3 separate regions of the Sus scrofa genome follow, and all the other regions are linked to region 2. Evidence: chromatin contacts called from public targeted proximity ligation data. All regions are on one chromosome and are shown on one strand. The core of a region is the stretch at or near the end of the contact, and the rest is flanking DNA. Distances in the headings are between cores, read along the strand shown. Region 1 overlaps NSMCE2 (E3 SUMO-protein ligase NSE2). Region 2 overlaps NSMCE2 (E3 SUMO-protein ligase NSE2). Region 3 has its middle 190 kb from the start of TRIB1.

Region 1 (4,526 bases), core at 1,353-3,852, 170 kb before region 2:
TTTCTGCCATCATATGGAATGAAAGTGCTCTGCCTTGGAAGGTAAAGTGTGTGTGATTCCATGACAGTAGTACATTGTTTGGTGTTAATGTTCCATTTAACGACTGAGTTTTCTTCTCTCCCTCTCCAGGGAGAAGCTGTGTGACCTTAAGCAGGTTCGCAAAATGAACTTAGTAGTATCTGTCCCTGCCTATCACAGAGTGATTGCTTGATTAAAAAATGCGATAACATATGTGAAAGCCCTTGAGAGGTAAAAGTGCCGTATAAAGGCAAGGGCTCAGCGTTCTGTCCTGTTAACTTTTAACTTCTTTCTCCTGTCACGGAAATGTCTACCACATTTAAATTGGTGATCTCTTGTAAACCACCTAAACTCGGAATAAGTGGTCATAGGTGGCTTGGGCTGTCTCCTCCCATTCATTTTCTCATGCCCCAGCTTGAACTGGAAGGATAAATGTGTAGATTTTACATTCATTTTTGGTCCTTAATTTAGTCATCTTTTTGGTAAATGTTTATTTCTGTCTTCCCTCCCTACCCCTTTTCTCCGCCTCACCACCTCCCAAGAGTTTGGTGGAAATCTCACGTAACAGTTCAACAAGTGACTAATGTAGATTGGGCTTGCTTAGTCTCTGAGTCACTTTATTATGAAACACTTAAACTTGAACATCTATCGGTAACAATGAGGAAATAATATAAAACAATTTATACTTTCTGATCTGATGGTTTTAGTGACTAACTCATCAGGCAACAATGAAGAAGGAAATTAATGAACATTCACAAAGCCAGATGAAATTATGTTAAAAGTCCGTCTCAGTAAATCACAATCACCTTCACTTCCTTCTCCCCATTTCTCAGCAGCTGGTGTTTCGTTGATAAGAGTGTTGGGCTAGGAAATAAAGATCTGGCTTCTAATCCTCTTTCTGCCAGGCTGTGACCTTGGACAAGTCACGTAAACCTCTGTACTTCAGCTTCCTCATTTCTAAAATGGGAGTAAGAATAGTATTTTTCCTATGCCCCTCACCGGGCAATGGTAGATAAAAGAGAATGTGTTGTAACAAAAAAAGGAAAAAAAGTGAAAGATGGCATATAGTTATTAGACCTTGCCTGTCCTCATCGGACATCTGATATCTGAATGGCCACAGCACCAAAGGGTGAAGGAAGATCAGAAGGGAGTCGCTGTTAGCTCTTGGAGCTGGAAAGAGAAAAGATAGACTCCCAGCGTTTGGATTCCTGAATTGAATCCTGGAATGCAGTTTCCCATCGAAATAACATTGTGGCTAGGTTTCCAGGCTAGCCAATTAAAAAAAAAAAAAAAAAAAGATTTAATCATAAGCAGTGCATTGTGATCCAGTTTCAATAAAACTGTAACAAAGCCCATGTGTGGGATAGGTATCAGTTTGGTGATTCATTTGTTCTGGAGGCCTAGCCTAGTGGATGTTAGTGAATTCAATTCTCTGACTTCCCTGGTTATTTGATATCTGCCTGCAGGCTGTTGATGGTTTGCTTAAACCAGATTTGGAAATGTCATCAGTTTCTTCTTTCAGTGCCCTGGCCCTTTGACGAAAAAAGTCTGAAACCAACTCTCTTTGCCCCGGGTGAGGGGTGAGGAGCCCTCCTGGAATCCTGACCCCTTGAATCATCACAGTAACCTACCCAGTTAGTAAGGAGGATATGATGGACTCTGAGCCCCAGGAAGGTTAAGGGACATGCTTGGGTCACATGCTTAGTCTCAAGGTGTGACTTGAACCTTGGTTTTTTTGATATGTAATTCAAGGCTCTTTTCATGACATCTCCATGCCTCAGGACAGATGTAGTTTGTTGAATTCACTTTGAGTTGTAGTTTTCAGTTGGGAGTAAGAGTGCTTTTGTCTAACCTTGGTTATAAAATATGCTTAAAATCTTACACATAAATTTTCCACAGGTGGAGTTCCTGTCATGACTCCGTGGTTAAAGAACCAGACTAGTATCCATGAGGACATGGGATCGATCCCTGGCCTCACTCAGTGGGTTAAGAATCTGGCATTGCCGTGAGCTGTGGTGTAGGTCACAGACACGGCTTGGATCTGGTGTGGCTGTGGCTGCGGCTTAGGCCAGCGGCTACAGCTCTGATTGGACCTCTAGCCCAGGCATCTCCATGTGCTGCTGATGCGGCCCTAGGAAGACGAAAAGACAAAAATAAATAAATAAATAAATTTTCCACAGATAAAGGTTTAAGAGTAAATGAGAAGTAACTCTTCACACTCACTTGACATGCATAAGAAGGGATTCTGTTAATATTAAAGAACTACTTGAGGAAAAGAATATTTTGTTTATGAAACCATTATATTAAAAAGGAGGTATATTCAGTCTTCCCATAATAATAATAATAAACCTACATAATTAACCTACCATTTCTCTAGTGCTTGCTATGCTCTAGGCAGTAGTCTAAGTTGCATTTGTTAACGTAAGTTGAGGAACTGCTTTTTTCTTGCCAGCTTAGACTACAGATTTATTCATGATCAGATTTTAGAAGCAGTGGGGGAGAAGTCTCTCCATGGAAGAAGGCAGTGGTATGGCCAGTAGGTGGCATTTAATGGAGCATGTGAGGCATATTTCACTGGGGTGGTGGAAAGAATACTGCAACTGGGGTCAGAAGTCGTAGACTCATCCTTGCTCCTCCACTGTCTCATTGTGTGACACTGGATGAGCGACTCATCCTCTTAAGGTCATCAGTTTCTTTATTGGTAAAAAGAGGGTAATGATACCATGTGGGGCTGTCGCGAGGATGAAGTGAGAGAGTGAGGCTTCATGTGGTCGGCATGGAGAAAATAGTAATTGCTTTTAATCTCCATGCACCAGGTGGTTATGAAGTTAAGTTGGAGAGCAGAATATGAAAGCTGGTTTATGCATTTTTTAATGTCATCCAATTTAAGATGGTATTTTCCTCTAACTGCCGCCTTCTTTAGTACTTCAGAGTAAAATGTGCGGGGAATCAAGGAAAACAGGTTATGGCTAGAAGATCTGGATTTTACAGGGTGGCCACCAGGTCTAGAACATAGGTGGACACACAATAAATGGCTTAATGGTATACTATTACAGCACATTTTGAAATCATTTTGTTTGTGCTTTCAGACCTGGTGACCACCTTGTCGTTTCAGCTCTGTCACCATTCAGTGTTTGGTTCAAGGAAGTTATTCAATCTCTCTGGGCAACGAGAATCAAATTAAATGAATGATTCTAAAAAATGGACTATAGACTTGAAGAAAGAGGAAGAGGTGGTCTTTTCCAACCCGCATTCCCCTTGGATGATAAAACACCAGGTCCTGGGGGCAGAGCCTCCTTGCCTGCCTGCTTGCATCTCTCACAAGTGTCCTATCTTAATAAATCTATTTCTTGCCTATCAAGAAAACATAAAAAATGTACTATCTACTGTGAAGCACCAAACTGTTTTTTTATTTTGATTATTGTTATTTTCTTGTGGTACAGTGGCTTCGATTAGATTAACGATGGAGAGAATTCATTTGCATTGAGTCAGGAAACTTTTCTCCCAGGAGATGAAGCAGAAGGCCAAAGCAGTTTGATAGTTTTAGGAGTGGGAAGTAATTTCAAATGTCAGGAAGCCAAATGAATTATAGAGAAGGCAACATCAGTGAATTTGATAGTCTGCTAGATGGGAATGAATGGAGCAGTAAAGGATAAAGAGCATTAATAAACCACCGGATTATTAGTAATTCCAGAGTCTTTATTGTATTGGGTGAGATGTGATAACCGAGGAAATGATCCAGCCTGATGTCCTTGGATTGACCTCATACTGTGCAGTAGATCTGTGGTCTGACCTAAAGACAAGGGATTTGAAGTTGGACTTCCTGTTTATCCGAATCCTCACGGAACTTATGCATGTTAGAAGCTAACTTATGGATTTAAAGAAAAATGTAGTATTCCCCAAATAGACCTTTTGCTAGTTTCTTTTTGTTCTGACCTTATAGTCACATTAAATAGGTTTCTGATGGATACTTGGCAAGAGCAGAAGGAAGAAAATGACAAGCATTTCTCCTTCTGTTTGGTTACAGTGGAAATGGTGAATTTGTTCCCTTGGTGGTTCAGGTCCTCTGGTTCACGGAGGGTGTGACATAGAACACGAGAGAGAAGTTCTTACTGACTTCACATCGGCAGCCATGTAGTGGCTGGGGTGCTCCCCAGTGGCCCAGGTGGGAAGGCTGGTCTTCCTGTCCGGGATGCTCAGAAAGAAAGGGCTTCCATGAACCTGAGCATGGCCCCATTCTCCTCCCAGGTCTTTTGCTTTCTTTAGGGGAGAGCGCACCAAGTGTGTATACCCATCCTCGCTGTCTCCCCTCCATGTGTGTCTCCCACACACACACAGACTGGAGCAAGAGATCCTTCTCCCATTGTTTAGATTCCAAAGTGAGATGCCACCGGATAAGCTTCAGGATCATTAACCCATACTAAGTTGAGTGGAAAAGAGAAGTTCATCTAAAGGAGTATGAGAAAATTGAGATCCCTGTTAGGACTCCCCTAGAAGCCTTGATATTG
Region 2 (4,771 bases), core at 1,674-4,173:
CAGCAATAGAGGATGGTGTAAATTCATCTATTCTATAGTCATTGTAGAGGGCGTTGAATGTCATGGTTTCTTTAGTTTTCTCAGCTATAAAGTGATGCTAATAGTTGTAATTGCCTCACTGGTATGTTTGACCTTTGAATGAGATACACGTAAAGCACTTCAGGTACCTGTCACATGGTAGGTAGACATTATCCCACCCTCTTCCTCATCATTCTTAGCCCCGTTGTTCTGGAGCCCTGAGAGAACATGGCAGGGTTTCGAGGGAGTAAGGCGAGCCAACCTGGGTTTTAGGAAGTCACACCAATAGCAATTCAAGGGATGGATTAATAAAGGCATGAGGTGAAGGAAGACGCCAGGTAGGATGCCTTGCAGGAGACGAAGTGGTATTTCCTAATGAGAAGTTGGATTGAGACAAGAGTCAGGTAGAAGGGAGTGAGAAGGAAAATGATGGTGGAGGTACAGTTGACAGCATCTGGTAACCAAAATTGCAGGGAGCGAGTTGAAGGATGACTGACCTTTCTAAACTGGGTGTCTAGAGGCGTGGTGATGTGACAAGCGAGCAGAGAGGGAATAAGAGAGAAACACATGAAGGAAGTTTGGGTCATGCTCATAAACAAGTTTGAGGTCCTGGCAATACAGCCGTTTGCAAGTATCCAGGAGGTGCAGAAAATGTGGGTATTTGAATTCAGGAGAAAGCTCTGAGGCTACAGACCCACTCCTCTGCCAGCACAAATGTAGCTCTAGACCGGATGGGACAGCCCACTGAAAGCCCCAAGACGGGGACGTTGGCTAGGCTGAGCCATGCTGCCAACGTGATATAGACCCACAGAAAAGCATGGCACTCATTAATGAAAGAGCAGTCGGGGGAAGGAGACTCCAGCCAGGCAGTCTAACACCGCCAGGAGGAAGGGGACAGGAGCCGAGAGTACCACAGGAGCCAGCGGGGAGTTGGGAGGTCCTTGAAGACCAGGTACATTGCATTTGGCCACAGGGTAGAATCCAGGGCCTCTTCAAAACCTACTCCAGAGGTTCCTGATTAAAAATGAATTAGTGTCATTCCCCAGGATGCATGTTAGGGCGATGAGCAGTTCTGGGTTCCCTTTGTTTAAAAAACGGCTGTGACACATCCACTTTGAGAACCCTCAGTTCTTCCTCGTGGTTGCTTCCGATGATGTTTTGTTAGACGGAGTTCCAGGCACACTGCATTACTGGGCGCTGACTCCATGTTCCTGTCTGTGTTTGGGTCTCTTAGAAGACCTGTCTCCACTGGCTTAAGTCAGAATAAAAGTGTTGGGACTTTAGCCCTAACTAAATAAATACAGTCGTTAGAATAATTTCCTAAAGCACGTCACTTACTAACCGGGCTGTTTATTATCTTATTAATAAAGCTGCCCTATGGTTCTCATATTATAAGATATTTCCAGTTATCCACAGCCAGTGCTTTCCTTTTTTTGGTTTAAGATTGGGAAGCACCCTAACAAACAGTCGAGTTTAAGAGCATGGAGAGTAAAGTTCAGTTGAACAGAAATGTGTCGTCAGACAGCAGGACTCCACCATCGTGCTCGGAGTCCCTGTTTAAACTGTTTACCAACAAGTCAGTTGACCTCTCAGAGCCTCCATTTCTTCATCTGCAAAGTGGAAATAGCAACAGCATCTCACAGAATTTCATGATCCAAGGAACAGTGGGGAATTCCAGTCTAGGTCTGGACCAGCAAGTTTCTTGGCAGTGGAGAAGCAAACCACTTAGGAGAAAGCTCTTTTGAGACTACAGAGCGTTGAGCAAATAGCAGTCGGGTTACTGAGGTCGAGACCGTTCATGTTTTTATTACTCACCTCACTGCTTAGCGACACATTATTTTAGACTCAGAGGATGTAGGGTAGCATTACTCTGTGTGTAGGTATGATGGGAATCTGTCCCACTCGGATTTCCAGAGGTAGCTATAGTCCTGCGTTCTAGAACTTTCTAGAACTGGGTTGAACCTTGGAATTCTTGGAGCCCAGGTCCAGGAGCTCTTAGACTCAGAATCCTGTACTTTTGAACTGATGCTGAGACCAAGGTCCCCTACAGCCTGAGGGACCCCTAAGACCTTGGGTCCCTTTGTTCAGCAGACACATGCTTGATCGCTGCTGCGGTGGAATGTTCTGCCCTGTCGGTGACCCGAGTTCAGGACCCAGCCTCTCCTTCCAGGCCTCTGGGTCTGACTCCTGCAAGCAATGACGTGAGAGCTTAAGACTGGGTATTGCCACACCTGTCTTGCTCACCGGGATGTCGCGGGGATTAATGCCCAGATGCTTATAGAGAGTGTTCTTTCTCGAGAAGAGGAGTGCCCTGATTCAGTATCATGTCATTAGGATCTGGTCTTAGCCTCTTCAGTTTAGAAACTTGTGTTTGTTTATTTGAGACGGGGTGAGAAACAGGGTTCTCTCCCAGCCCCTGCATCAACCTCTCCTCCAGGCCTCGCCCCCACGCTCCCTCGGTGCCCCTGAGCCTGTGTCCGTGTCCCCCCGGCATTGTCCGAGGGGCTGGTGGCTCTTCTCCACAAGGTTCTTGAGAACAGACGTTGTGTGCTAGAGCAGGAACCGTTTGTGGTAGCACCTGAGTGAGTCCCTGGACCCTTGTCCCATGTCCTGCTTATTTCTCAGGACAAGCCTATGCTCTGCCTTCACAGAGGAGGAAACTGAGGCCCATTAATGAAGTCACTCACCCAGAGTGTCACAGCCAGAGGTTAGAGCCCAGGTTCTTTTCACTCTGGAGCCTGTATTTGAGTCATTAGGCCGTTGGCTCCCCTTGGGACAGCTTTTCGGTTAATGCCTCTGTCCCCAGAGTCGATCCGCCAAGTGAGCTCAGACCTCTTGGCCTGACACTGGTTCCATCCCACTGAGATAATCTGCAACTGATCGGTGTGGTTAATCCCATCACGCATTCTCAGAATGCTCTCATTTACTGACTGAAACCACTGATGTCATCAGGAAGTCCTCCCCACCTCACTCTCCACTTCCCTAAAACAGCTTATTCACTGTCTGGCTATTGGTGCTAAAGACTGTGTTCTGTGGAGGTGGGGGCGGGGGGGGGGGCACAGTCAGAGACGATGATCTGCGAGTCGATAAGCCTTAGCTGAGGGTCATCCCAGCAACCGACTTCGAGGTGCATTTCCGCTTCACGGAAGTTGAGGTCATGAACGGTGCCTCTTCCAAAGTCAGGAAAGTGTCCCTGTCCTTCTTATAATTGCATCTTATTTACTTTCACACTGAAAGAAGAATCCACTTTGAGACAGCAGGATGTTTGGAACAGGCGTCAAACACCTCGAACGCAAAGCCAAATCATCAGAACCATGCACGCTTGCATCGTCTTTCATAGGATCACCTTCCGTTAGTCATATTGTAACACCTACCCCTGATCATAGGAGGTCATTTCAGTATTTTAAAAATAAATAATGTTAGCAAACATATTATTCATTCCATTGAGTAAATGCCCCTCTAATATCAAGCTACCTTGGTCCAGAAATCAAGACCAAGAAAAAGATTCTCTTTTGTGTTGACCTGCTGAGCTTTCCACTGCTGAGCTCCCATGATCAGCTTTCTTCCCCTTCTGGTGTGTAGCTTTGGTCTTGTATTTGTTGTTTTTGATCTTAATATACTTGTGCTTTTTGGAGAGTTGTCTCAGATCACTGGGCTGGAGCTCTGTGTGGGGCAGGAAAACTATATTTGTATTTCACAGTTGGACGCTTAGAACCTAGCACAGGGCCAATCACATAAAAGAGTCAAATGATGCATTGAATGTGCACATGTCTGTGCTGGAGGTGTGCAAGCTACGGGCAGATCAGCAACTTTAATCCTGATCGTGAAGACCCGTGGTCAGGAAACAAGTGATAATCGTAGGAGATGGTGAAGGGAATGAATGTCATGGAGAATGGTGTTGCCTGGAGCCCTGGGAAATTTGGATTCTGTCCCTATTTTAAATCTGAGGACACAGAGGCTCCAGAAGGTAAAGTGAGTTGTCTATGGTCTTGTAACTGTAAGTAGGCGCTCCACTCAACCAAAGTCTGGTTCATGTTGAGAAGAAATCAGGTGACTTCATCCAACCCTCTGCCTTCAGAGGAGACCACATCTAAACAGAACCATGACTCACCCACTGATTTCTTCAGCCACAGCTTTTCCCCTGAGTCCCCATCACCCCACTCAGTCTCTCCACCGAGAGGACTGACCAGTGAGCATTTCAGAGAGAACATAAAGCAACAGGGACTCCTGATTCCATCCCAACCTGGATTCCCAGTTGTTTCCATGGAGACAAGGGGTGCCACCAGTCTCCCTTCAGCTCCAGCCAAACTCTTTGAACGAAGGTCATCCCTTTCCTTTACCCTCCACGTTCAAGTCCTTCAGCAAGTCCCACAGCTCCTACTTCCGGTTGTGTCCGGAAGCCGATCACTGCTACACCCTCATCCAAGCTCTCCCTCCTCTCTTCCCAGCTTCGCCTCTGCCCGTGTTCCCCATTAAGCAGCCAGAGACATGTTTTCCAAACTTAAGCCAAATCCCCTCCCTCTGCTGTCTCCACTCCTCCACTCTTTTCTAGTTGAAATAAAATCCAAAGCCCCACACCCTCCAACCAAATCTCCAGATGCCCCTCTCCTTGCCCTGGGCATTCCAGCCACACTGACCTTGCTCTACTCCTGGGCACCAAACAGCTCCTTCCTTGGCTTATACACGTGCTGCTGCCTCAGCCCAGGCCGCATGCAGCCCTTTTTCTTGATAAGAGCTTCTCGGTGAGCCTTGC
Region 3 (5,093 bases), core at 1,611-4,110, 250 kb after region 2:
CTTGGATTTTTTTTTTTTTTCCTTTCAAGTCTGCAATCCAGGGAAAAAAGGGATGAAAGAGGATGGCAGGATGTTGATACTGAAGGAGCCAAAGAATAGCTGTCTCTTGGCCCTGGAGGGTCTAATTGATTTATTCTGAGAGCTCAGCCCTGGCTGGCCACAGGCTCTGGAGGGGCTCACATTTTATTTGTGGCTGGGTCTGGTGTGACTCGTGAGCGAGACCCTAACCTTGAGTTAACTGGTAGTCGGCATTAGAGGAGTCTGTTGAGACAGAGAGGACAGCAGGGGTTTTATTCATTTTAGACTTGCTCCATGTCACATTTCAGTGCCAATGTCTGCCTAATGTAATGGTGGTAGTTTTAAAAAAAATGATTTGTGCTCTTTTGCTGTAACAGCTATCTTCCCTTGAAAGTTTGTCTTCGTTTGGGTTCCCCCAAGAGCACACCACGGGCAGAGATTAGGGCACCAGCAGCCGCTACGGAGGGTCCAAGGACGCTTCATTAGAGGCATGAGGAAGAGTTCCAGGGAAAGGAGGAAACCGGTGAAAGTCAGCTGCCGCTACTGGTGCCTGAGATTCAGTTGTGCTGGAGACTCTTTAAGAGGCAATAATGGCTGATCTCAGAATTGCCTTCCCTGAGGATGAGGTAGCTGGGGTATTTATCTTCTAATCCTTGTCTGTCTTAGTTGGATCACTCATGGAAGGGTCTCCCTGGCCTGCCCTGAGAGCAGGCTGAGTGCACTCCTGTGGCAGAGAAAGAACTCAGACCAAGAGATGCAAGGGTTTGGGGGAAGAAGGCAGAAGAGTGTTAAATTGCAGGTGACCTGTGGGATGGGCTGATGAGCTGAAGGTAGGACATTGGTGTGTGTGAAGGGCAATCGCAATATCCACAAAGAACAAGGTGGAGTTCCTGTCATGGCGCAGTGGTTAATGAATCTGACTGGGAACCATGAGGTTGCGGGTTTGATCCCTGGCCTTGCTCACTGGGTTAAGGATCTGGCATTGCTGTGAGTTGTGGTGTAGGTTGCAGACGTGGCTTGGATCCTGCGTTGCTGTGGCTCTGGCGTAGGCAGGAAGCTATAGCTCCGATTGGACCCCTAGCCTGGGAATTTCCATATGCCGAGGGTGTGGCCCTAGAAAAGGCAAAAAGACAAAAAAAAAAAAAAAAAAGAGTAAGAGCCTACAAGAAGATACACTCCTTTTCAAGCATATTGAGTAACCAGGGTTCGTTGGGAGAAACAGTCTTCCAGGTCAGGAGACACCATAACACTGATGCAAACCAAGATGCTATTAGAGTCAGGGACCACAGGCGCCCATGCCAACTTGCATCAGAATCCCAACCTCTGGCCTCTCTTGGCTAGCTGCCTTTCATTGGTTGGACCCTGGTCCTGCTGATGACCAGATGGCAATGGAAAGACTAGGGAGGTACAAGGCAGGACCCCAGAGAGGATTTTGAGGCCATGACAAACCAGATGCCTCTCTGACTTTTAGAGCATTCTGGCTATAACAGGTATACTTTGCTTTTAAAACATGGCAAGTAGCTGAGATTGTTAAGAATAAAAATGAGGAGTTCCCGTTGTGGTGCAGCAGAAATAAATCCGATTAGGAACCATGAGGTTGCCGGTTCAATCCCTGGCCTCGCTCAGTGGGTTAAGGATCCGGCATTGCCGTGAGCTGTGGTGTAGGTCGCATATGCGGCTCGGATCCTGCATTGCTGTGGCTGTGGTGTAGGCCAGTGGCTACAGCTCTGTTTAGACCTCTAGCCGGGTAACCTCCATATGCCATGGGTGCGGCCCTAGAAAAAAAACAAAAGACAAAAAGACACACACACACACACAAAAAGAAGAGTAAAAATGAACTTCCGTGTCCTGGAAGGAAGGGAGTTGGTCAAATACTAAAAGTCAAACCTAATCCCTTAGCAGGCAGGCTGTGAACAGCTAAAGAACGGGGAATTGCTTTTCAAGCTCAGATCTCTCATATGAGCAATGCCATTAATAATTGCTGATATTTAATAAGTGGTTACCACGTGCCGGGCTCTCGGCTCTGCTTTTGATGCACCTGACCTCACAATAACCCAGCTGGAGAGGAATTTTGAATTATCTCCAAATCTCATATGCAGGAAGTGAGACTTAGGTCCTGGGACTAGCACAGAACTGGGATCTGAAGTCAGGTACAGAAGTTCTGTAAGATGACTGCTAAAATGGATGCCCTCTGCAATGGTTTGCATAGAAGGGGGCCAAGGAATAACCATGTTGTTAGGTTGGGGTCTTGTGTTCTTGATGTCGCAAAGGGCAGATGCCAAGTCACTGCGTGGATGTGTTAAGTGTCCATGGATGCTGAATTGTTGGAAGAGTCCCTGTGGACCACTCCATGCCCTAACATCCCAAATGTGGGTCCAGACTTCCCGGGAGCACTCCAGCTTCCATGGAATGGGAGGCTCTGGGATGATGGTGTCCTGGGAATTGGGTGACTGAGCTGCTCATTTTGGGTTCCACCCTTTGCTGGCTGTTTGACTTCAGGCAAGGGACTTAGTCACCAGGGAACCTACTTTTCTCATCTGTAAGATGAGGATAATGAGACCTGACTCCTGCCTTCCTCACAGGGAAGCTTCCTGAGATCACCTCACCAGCGTCTTTTGATCTGCTTGAAAGAATCCTTAATTGCCTGGCCAGGCACCTGAGCAGCTGGGCGAAAGTTTTATGACCTGAGATTCCCACAACCCATAATCTGAATGCACCCAGAAGCTCTCTGAGGTTTTCAGTGATGGATTCGGCTGGCAAGCGCTCTGCCAGGCCATCAACAGAGATGTCTCAGAGCCTTAGTCATATAATAGGTGGTTTCCCAAGGCTTCCACTTATTCACGTAGTATTTCTCAAGAGCTCCTCTGCATACAAGGCAATTTCTCACCCCTCCCCAGACCTGGCCACAGCAGTGGTGTCTGGCATCATGGCATACTGCCAACTCTCCAGGACAGTGCCCAGCCACCTTAGCCAGAGCTTGGATGTGCTCTGTGCTCTCTGGTTCCTGTTTCTAAAAGGCTTCTTCAGGAGTTCCCATAGTGGCTCAGTGGGTTAGGAACCCAGCTAGTATCCATAAGAATGTAGGTTTGATCCCTGGCCTCGCTCAGTGGGTTGAGGATCCAGCATTGCCACGAGCAGTGGTATAGGTCACAGACACGATTCAGATCCCACGTTGCTGTGGCTGTGATGTCGGCTGGCAGCTGCAGCTCTGATTCCATCCCTAGCCCGGACAATTCCGCATGCCATAGGTGCGGCCCTAAAAAGCAAAAAAAAAAAAAAAAAAAAAAAAAAGAAGAAGGACTTCTGAGAGTTCCCTGGTGGCTCAGTGGGTTAAGGATCTGGCATTGCCACTGTGCCTTGGGTTGCTGCTGTGGCACAGGTTCATTTCCGGGCCCAGGAACTTCCACATGCCACAGGCATGGACAAAAAGAAAAAATAAAACAAAACAAAACAAAATAAAATAATGATCTCAGTGTGAAAGAAGGTGGGGAAAGTTGGGGAGACTGACATGACTATGGCAGTTCATGGCTTTTGGGGGAGCCCAGTGTCTGAAGGCCCTGGTTATGCTGGTTTAGGTGCCTGCGCCTTATCCTGGAAGAGAAGGAACTGGAAGCAGGAAAGTCACGTGGTCTCTACCTTCCTGACTGAGCAATCTGGCAGGTATTCTCAGACTCCCAGGCCTTTGCCAGGCTAGTGTCTATCCCCCCACCACCTCTCCATCCCTCCCCTGCATCTCCCCATTCTCCTCCTGCTGTGGTTCTACCATCTTTCATGGTCCCCTTTAAGTGCCATCTGGATCGGAGTCAAAATTCATTGTTCCTTCCTCTGGGAACTCAGAGTCCATTACTTTCAGGTTCTGCTTACTGCAGCCCACCTTATATTTTATGTCAGTTGCACCTGTTGTTTCCCTCACTGGACTGAAAGTTCCCTAAAGGGTGTGTTAACCCTGGAACATTGATGTCTGCATTTCCCACAGCACTTAGCATCCAATGCTCTGAGCCAGGCCTTTCTCAAGCTCCAGTGCCTCTGCTTATTAGCAATGTGATCTTGGACAAGTCACTTTATCTCTAAGACTTCGCGTCGTCTCATCTATAAGATGGGGATAATGATTTTTATTGCATAGGATAATTGTGAGGATTAAGTAAAGTACTCGTTAGCACCCAATAAACATCAGTTGCCCTCCTCTGCTCTCTGGCTCATAAAGATTGCTGCAACATCTTGGGAGAGCATCCCTGAGTGGGGAGGGGCTCACTTTTCCTGTGAGGCCAGGGGAAGCGTCTGGTGCAAATATGAGATCTCATCTGCACCTGCTTGCTGAGCATCTGGGAGGAAAGGCAGCATATCCATGTTATTGCCTGGAGCCTTGGTTATCAGTGGCAGTTGATGCCACTCATTCTACTCTGATCATTTTCTTTTTGACACGTTCCCTGGAACACTTATCCTTAATGTAAACAAACAAACAAACAAACAAACAAAAAATGCTGGAAAGAAATTGCCAAAACGAGTTAAATCATGTGAGTGTCCTGGTCTAGGATTATGCCCTAAACCAAGGTGGGCTCTCAGGGAGAGGAGAAACAGGGGTCTGCCTGAGCCTTGCCCATTTCTACCTGGTTGCTGCTCAGCCTGTGTACAGAATCTGCTCTGAGATGACAAGCGTCATTGTCATGGCTGTGGTTGTCCTTGACATTAGCAGCCTCCTTCTCCTTCTCTCATCTGCCATTTAGGTGGGAGAAGGACAGAACCCCACCTCCTCACCTCCCTGGCCAATCTCCGTAGCCTCCATCTGCATGCATCGCCGCATCAGTCCCTGGCCTGCTTTTGCACAAACCTGATCCTTACAGCCACCCTGTGAAGCAGGTAGAAAAACTGCTGTCATCTTCATAGGTGAGGAATCAGGTGCAAAGAAGTACAACGACTCGCCCAAGTCACTGCGCAAGCTGGGAAGGGAGTGGGGCACAGGCAGACCTGGGGCTGGGTCTCAGGTGGCTTGAAGCCTGAAGAAGGCTGTTTGAAAGAAAGGACTGCCTTGTCTCTCTTGGCAGCCAGCCCTGGTTCCTCTTGATAGAATGAGGATT

The links.
Region 1: a contact with region 2 is called in a targeted proximity ligation map of alveolar macrophages. A contact is called at or near these places in 2 of 47 Hi-C or Micro-C datasets (embryonic fibroblasts and skeletal muscle) and 2 of 2 datasets of targeted methods (alveolar macrophages and skeletal muscle).
Region 3: a targeted proximity ligation map of alveolar macrophages shows a contact between it and region 2. A contact is called at or near these places in 3 of 47 Hi-C or Micro-C datasets (embryonic fibroblasts and skeletal muscle) and 1 of 2 datasets of targeted methods (alveolar macrophages).

Annotation. Positions count from the first base shown.
Region 1 is chr4:14,533,292-14,537,817 of Sscrofa11.1, reverse strand. All of the region lies in intron 3 of NSMCE2 (E3 SUMO-protein ligase NSE2), which reads left to right. Among named protein-coding and RNA genes, the nearest start is that of WASHC5, 63 kb to the left of the region's middle.
Region 2 is chr4:14,360,418-14,365,188 of Sscrofa11.1, reverse strand. The region is part of intron 6 of NSMCE2 (E3 SUMO-protein ligase NSE2); the gene reads left to right. Among named protein-coding and RNA genes, the nearest start is that of TRIB1, 65 kb to the right of the region's middle.
Region 3 is chr4:14,106,243-14,111,335 of Sscrofa11.1, reverse strand. No RefSeq gene overlaps it. Among named protein-coding and RNA genes, the nearest start is that of TRIB1, 190 kb to the left of the region's middle.